2 separate regions of the Mus musculus genome follow, and region 2 is linked to region 1. A link is a contact called in public Hi-C data. All regions are on one chromosome and are shown on one strand. The core of a region is the stretch at or near the end of the contact, and the rest is flanking DNA. Distances in the headings are between cores, read along the strand shown. Region 1 has its middle 86 kb from the start of Cemip2. Region 2 has its middle 310 kb from the start of Trpm3.

Region 1 (3,502 bases), core at 398-2,897:
AGACATACTTTTTAAATAAAATATTTTATATAAAAATACATATATACACACAGACACATATATACAATACTGTGTGTGTGTATATATATAAACATACACATACATCTATGTGTATGTATATGTATACTTCTGAAGACCGCTTAAGGAAGACAGCTCTTAGCAGTTATAGGCTGGAGGCAGTGAAATGCTTGGTAGTTATTTGGTATAGGTATGATGGGTATTTTGATGAGCACCTTAGGTCTGATGCCACTAAAGGCATTTAGTGGTGTTACTGGGAGCAGCTTCCTACCTCCAATCCTCAGCTTTCTCTCTTGTCAAGCAGTACTATAAACACGTGTAATTGAATGAAAGTGGCCTTGACTCACAAACAGCTGGCAATCTGAAACACCTGGTGGGTTTCACATCCTTATACATTCTTTAGTATTTTCTAACAGTTAATGGACTAGGAACTTGATTTTTAAACACATTTCCAAGATGGCGGAGGGCACACTGAGACTGCCCTGTGCTGCTTAGTCTCTGCCTTTGTTTTACTTGTTTCTGGACAGCAGCACATGGAGTTAGGCAGAACCTGCTTAGGGAACCGGTTTGAACACCCACAGGCAGGAGGATTGCATTTATGCTGGTGGTTGTGAGGGTACCACAGCTCAGTAACCCAGCTGTTACAAACCAGAATTCTGAAATGTGGAAATGACTACAGTGAAAGTATGCGGCCACACCCATTTTACGGTTGGGCTGTATAGCATTCTGCTCTTGCTATTCATGTGAGGGGAAACTTGAGTCCAGCTAACAGTTTGTCACTTCCAACCCCTTTTACCATGAAGCAGGTTCTCAACTTGTGGGTCCCAACCCCTTTAGGGTCAAACAGTCCTTTCACAGGGTTTGCCTAAGACCATTGGAAATACAGATATTTACACTACGATTCATAACAGAAGCAAAATTATAGTTATGAAGTAGCAAGGGAAATAGTTTTATGGTTGGTTATTACTACAACATGAGGGACTGTATTAAAGGGTTGCAGTATTAGGAAAGTTGAGAGCCACACAACAATTCTTGGCTAATAATCTCACTCCCTACTCAAGAGGAAAAACCGCTAGCACACAGCAGATTGGTTTTGAGATAGGTTTTATGTAATAAGCTGAAGTTGAATTGCAGACTTGGGAAGGCATACTGTTGGCAACAAACCTTTCCATGTTTCTACCCATTTGTGTGATCACCCATTACACCAACACCTCTTGCCCTCTGCTCAAGGTTCCAAGGTTGTGTGTGTGTGTGTGTGTGTGTGTGTGTGTGTATGTGTGTGTTATTGGCAAGACTGAATTCCCAGGCCTCTTGTAACTCCTCATCCTGTTTATGAGTTCCCTGTTCAACACTCAGGATTTTTAGTCCTTGCTAACCTAATTTCGAGGCAGGTTCCGTGTCTCAAATTCATTCTCTTTGGGCAGTAATTCCATTTAAATGTCTGCTACAATACCTACAGTGCTAAAAAGAACGCGTACCTGAAAGTTTTAATTATCTAACTCTGGCTGATTTGTAAGGCAATTTTACCCTCCCACGTACTGACCTAAATGTGAAAGTGCAGCCATCTCAGTGTGGAGAGAATTATAAACGGAGAAGAGCCACAACTTACAGAATGAGTCACTGAGTCATTGAGTCAACCCCAGCAACAGGATGTGAGCACTTGGCTTTGAAAGGAGTCCTTTCTGTTGATCAGGCGTGTTGTGAATAATAGCTGATTTTCCTCCTGTTTTAGGTAATGTTCCAAAAACACAGACCAGTGACACTATCAGGCTCTGAAGGGTACACCCCTTTTGAATTTGAGCCCAAGGATTTAGCCACAAGCAAGCGTATTTACCTGGTTATATTTCTGGAAGTCTTTGTTTGTAGTGTCTTGTGTTTCTGCAGGTCACCTTATTTCAATAGCTAAAAGGAAGAGATTTGGTAATTATAGCTTTCCCCTGTTGCAGCTCCATATTGGAAACACACACATCCAAGTACGGGAAATGCTACACGAGCAAGATGAGACTGGACAGGAGCAGGGACTTCCTGTGCAGTTTACCCATGGGTGGGGAGAGATCAGTTACAAACATGAAATGATCCCAGAGGAGGGGTTGCTGTACTGATGATCTGTGATTTCTATCTCTTGTGAATTCCTTCGAACAAGTTGCTTTTAATTCAATTAATGATGTAGTATATAAAAAAGCCGAGTCCAAAATCTCTGGATAACTATGTTAGTCATCTTTTTTTCCTTAGGAAGATAAATATCTCCTGGGAATTTATTATAATTAAATGTTTAATAAATTTGGATCTATATTATTTATATTTTTTAGGTTGATTCTTTACACATTCTGATTACAAATCAAGAATCATTTCCCCAAAATAGCAGATCTGTTGGAATCTAGATCTTTAGCCTTCTGGAGTAGATAGTCATCTTCTAAGTCATCCCTTCAATACATATGTTCTTGTTTCTACATGATGGAAATGACACAGGATTATTTGCTTTTATTTGGTCACTTTGGGAAACACAGAGTGAGCTAACTGAAGATTTAAAAGATAGTGTGTATATGTGTGTATGCATGTGTATGTGTGTGTAATGTGTGTGTGTGTTAGGATGTATGTGTGTGTGGTATGGTGTGTATGTGGTGGGGTGTATGTGTGTGTATGTTTGTGTGGTATGGTGTGTGTGTGTGTGTGTGGTGTGTGCTGGGGTAGAGATCAGTAGACAGCTTCCATATTGTTTTTCTCCTCTCGCCTTTTTTGAGAAAGGATTTCTTTGCTGTTGGAAATCGTGGTATGTACTCCAAGCTACTTGGTCTGCAAGGTTCCAGGGACTATCCTGTCTCTGCCTCCCATCTCATTCTAGAAGCATTAAAATTGAAGACTTCAGTCCACTCAGTTTAACGTGGGTTCTGGGGACCCAAACTCTGGTCTCTATCCTTCCACAGCAAGTGCTTTGCCCATAGAGCCCTCTCCCCAGCCCAATAATAATATTGGAAGTAAAGAATGATTAAAAGAACAGTGAACGACTCTTAGCTATTGCTGGGGAGAGGGAGTTTGTTCCAAAGGGTCAGGTCCCACTTGTCCCCAAAGAAATAGAGGGGCTAGAGACATGGCTTAGGTTACGGCCACTTGCTGCTCTTGCAGAGCACCCAGATTGGGTTCCCAGCACCCACATGACTTGTGACAGTGAGTAGAGGAGGACGCACAGATGCTGAAGCACCAACTGCCGGCATTCTGACACCCTCTTCCTGGCTACAGGCACCCGCCCTGGGGTGCACATGCTCACATGCACACACATTGCTAAAAATAACAATATATCTTGCAAAAAGCAAATGAAGGTAAACCTCAGGACAGGATTGAAATCAACAAGGAACACAAGGTTTAAGGGCTCAGGCAGTCACGGGCATGAACATTAGGTTTTAGATAGAGAAAGAACTGGGCTGTGGGAGGCATTCCTTAGCTTGGTTAAGGTGTGGTCTGGTTGAGCGTTATCTCAGTTCTAGGT
Region 2 (3,502 bases), core at 600-3,099, 270 kb after region 1:
CCTAAACCCTCAGAGGATGTTTCTCCAACATTTCCAAGTTTTCCCTAGATGCTGTTAAATTGTAGGAAGAAGAAAAAAATGAGTACATTCTGCTTAGAGCATACCCTTTTAGGTTTGTGTGATTAATTTTCTCTACTATGAAGTAGATATTTTGTAGTGTTAATGTGTCATATTATTTGTATACAAGTATGCATTATATAATGTATATTATATAATATATCATATGTCAATTGTATATTATATATTATATTTAATATATTATATATTATATGTCGAATATATATATATATATATATATATATATATATATATATATATCAAAACTGAGTACAGGAGAGGGGAAAAAGCAATTTGGGATTAAAGGTTAGAAGTCACGGGCTCAAGGATCAGACTTGTACACTTACTATGGAGAATGTCAAAAGCCCAGGTAACTCACTCAGTTTTCCCTTATGAGCGGGAAGGAAGGTTGTCATGTTTTCCTGAAAAGATAATATACAAAATGATTTTAGCATTTCAAACGTCCTTGTCATGTAGGAATACATTCATGGCGATCCTCTAATGGCTGTATAAAATACAAACGGCAATTTATAAACATTGACACTACCAGACATTTCTTCTTTCTCCACTTTTCTGGTGAACTAGCATTGAGATGAACATACTTATAAAAGAAGCACACTACTTATTACTACGGGCCTCTGTATAGATTCCAAGACGAATCTCCCTGTTGCTACCATCTTGATTGGCAAGCAGCACATCTTTGGCTCCCCGAGTTTTCCAGGCTCCATGGCATGCCTTCTTGCCATCATAAACACCCTCTTGACTCCTAACAATTTAGATTCTTTTGTCTAATGTCAATCTATGTTAATTTGTTATTTGTGCCTGTCTTCTTTGTGCCCCATCTTCTTTTTTCCCTATTGCTGTTTCACCCAGGACTTTGAATACAATCTGTCTCTTGCATATATACCGTAAAGCAGAAGGACTGGGTCACAGGGCATCACAGAATCAGCTCCATTACACATCCTCTCACAGAGTGTGAGAATTCTGCTCCACATCCCCAACATCATTTACAATTTTTGTTCACTTAAATTTCCTGTCCATATAACTTGTCACTTCAGTAGGAGTGTTAAACTATCCATTTTATTTATTATTTCAGAATACAGTGACATTTTGCTCACAACCTCCTGACTTCCCCTGCCAATTTCCTCTCCTTTGTCTCTCTAGTTATAAAGTCTATATTCTTTTTTAATTCTGTTATTACTTACATTCACAGTTCTTAACACTCATAGCTTGAGCCATTATCTTTTTAGTATTGAAGTAAAGTTTTAGAGAACTGATTGTCACTAGAGTTGTGAGGATGAGAAACACTGATTTAAGTATATGAAAATGTATGGAGTGCAGCAATTTAAAAAAGGAAGTTTGTAGTAGAATACTTACAAATAATGTCATTTAAAGAGGACAAAGCCTGTAATTGAAGGTGTTGATTCTATCCAGGTTGAGAGAAAGGGAGGGAAGTACGGAGGCACAAGGCAACTGGGGAGACATGCGAAGACTTGTGGATATCTACACTGAATGGCTCCTCTGCAGATATTGCGGGGAAAGGAGGAAACTATGTTTCCTTTGAAGGAGGCTAATTTTTCAGGATCTGTCTCTCGGAGAATCTCAACCATATAGATGGCCAATTTACATAAACTAGGATAGCCCTACTGTTCCTTTTCTTGATTAATAGACATGGGCTTTGGGGATTTCTTGCTTGAGTTACAAGGATAATTGCTTCACCTCTCATGCCTGTCTGGCTTGTGTGAGTCTCAGCCCTCAGGTCTGTAAAGGAAATCTAATCATGACTAAACACAAATTCTACATCCTGTCTCCTGCTTCTTGGGCACTGACTAATTCCACTTCACAGAAAGCCTGGTGATGGAGATTAAGCTTTCAGTGGGCTCACAGAGCCGTTGCTCTAAGTTCATATAACACTGCTCTTGTGCGAATGTGCCGGGCTGACCTTTGTTCTGTAATGCGTGGAAGGAAGTGACAGAAGGAAGTATCATTGTTTGTAAAGGAGAAAAGAAATTACAGGAAACACCTATAGGCCATCTTCAAACATGTGATCATTCTCACAGTAAAAGAACGTTTGTTAAATAAGTGTGATTCCAGGATGTAAAGACTAGGAAAGTGAATTTTTAGCTTAGTTTATAAAACTAGGCTTCCTAATCCTTAAAGCCTTTTGATAAAGAAATGCTGCATACTAGAAGAGAAACACTTGATTTTGAAGGCTGAGTGTTGAGGCAGAGGATGAGGGATAGCTCGTCAGATCTTTAGAGTCTGACTCTATAGAGTCTGTCTCCCTCCAAGATGCTATGAATCAATACACTGCCTTATACCAAATCTGAGAAGTCGTCTAGTGGAAAAAGCATCCTGATTTCAGAGAGGTTAAAATGTGGAAAATTGAGGGTATTAAACCTGCTGAACTGTGGCTCACATTCTCTAACACTGTAGTGATGATTTGAGGAACAGACGTAACTTGGTAATTTTCATCGCTTCCTGTTTGCCCTTCCCTCTCACATTTTGCATGCCCTCATTAGTCTGGAGTGTGCCTGTGGGTTTATAAGGCCTGGGAACAACCAAAGGAAAGAGATTTCTTATTAACTTTCTTGCAACAAAGTGCATGAACACGTGACCTATAGCAAATGGGTTTTGAAAAGAGTTTTCTTCTTGTTATAAAAACTTACCAACAGCCACATGAGCCTCAGACGGAGGAGGCCTTATAATTTTGGAGGACTGTTGAACTACTTACTTATTTTACATGGATGTGTGTGTTCCTGAGAGCGTGAGTAGGCACCATGCATGTACAGGTGTGTGCAGAGCCCAGAAGAGGATGTTGGATGGCCTGGAACTTGAGCTTCAAGTTGTTATGATGCCTGACGTCAGTTTTGAGAACTAGAGCCATGTCTTGTGGAAGAGCTGTTTATATTCTTAACCACTTGGCCATTTCTCCCACCCCTGAATATTATTTTTAAATCTATCCAAATTTTGTTTTTCAGTTCATTGCATAGTGTTACATTTTATTTTTGGAGCAGATAATTTAAACATTTATATTTAATTTTTTTAAAGACTGTATCATTAAACATTGTAAGTGATTTTAATCTTACTGCCAGCCTATTGACTTGCATACACTTTAAGTGTTTGAAACTATAGGGAAAAGGTTTAGGCTATACTTCTCATTTGACTTTAAAAAGATTTGTCGTCGTCATCATTATCATCATCATGATGCCAGTAGTTAAGGGCATCTATTACTCTTTCAGAAGATTGAAGTTTGGTTCCCAGTGACCATATCAAATGTCTCACAATTGCCCATCACTTTGTCTCTAAGGTGATCTAGTACCTCTGGCATATACACAGATTCACACAAAAATGCACACACATAATAAGAAATAATATTTTTTAAAGATTTATTTTTCAAGAAATATTTTATGTATAATGTATGCCTCGTGTCTATGGGTGCTGG

What was found. A called contact is a pair of places that touch in the nucleus more often than the background predicts.
Region 2: a Hi-C map of the N1E-115 cell line shows a contact between it and region 1, with 2.2 times the contacts expected there. A contact is called at or near these places in 4 of 39 promoter capture datasets (the 3T3-L1 cell line, cranial neural crest and stem cell-derived epiblast-like cells), 2 of 484 Hi-C or Micro-C datasets (the N1E-115 cell line and cerebral cortex), 1 of 130 datasets of targeted methods (astrocytes) and 1 of 9 other capture datasets (adipose tissue).

The regions. Positions count from the first base shown.
Region 1 is chr19:21,862,089-21,865,590 of GRCm38.p6, forward strand. No RefSeq gene overlaps it. Among named protein-coding and RNA genes, the nearest start is that of Cemip2, 86 kb to the left of the region's middle.
Region 2 is chr19:22,132,857-22,136,358 of GRCm38.p6, forward strand. No RefSeq gene overlaps it. Among named protein-coding and RNA genes, the nearest start is that of Trpm3, 310 kb to the right of the region's middle.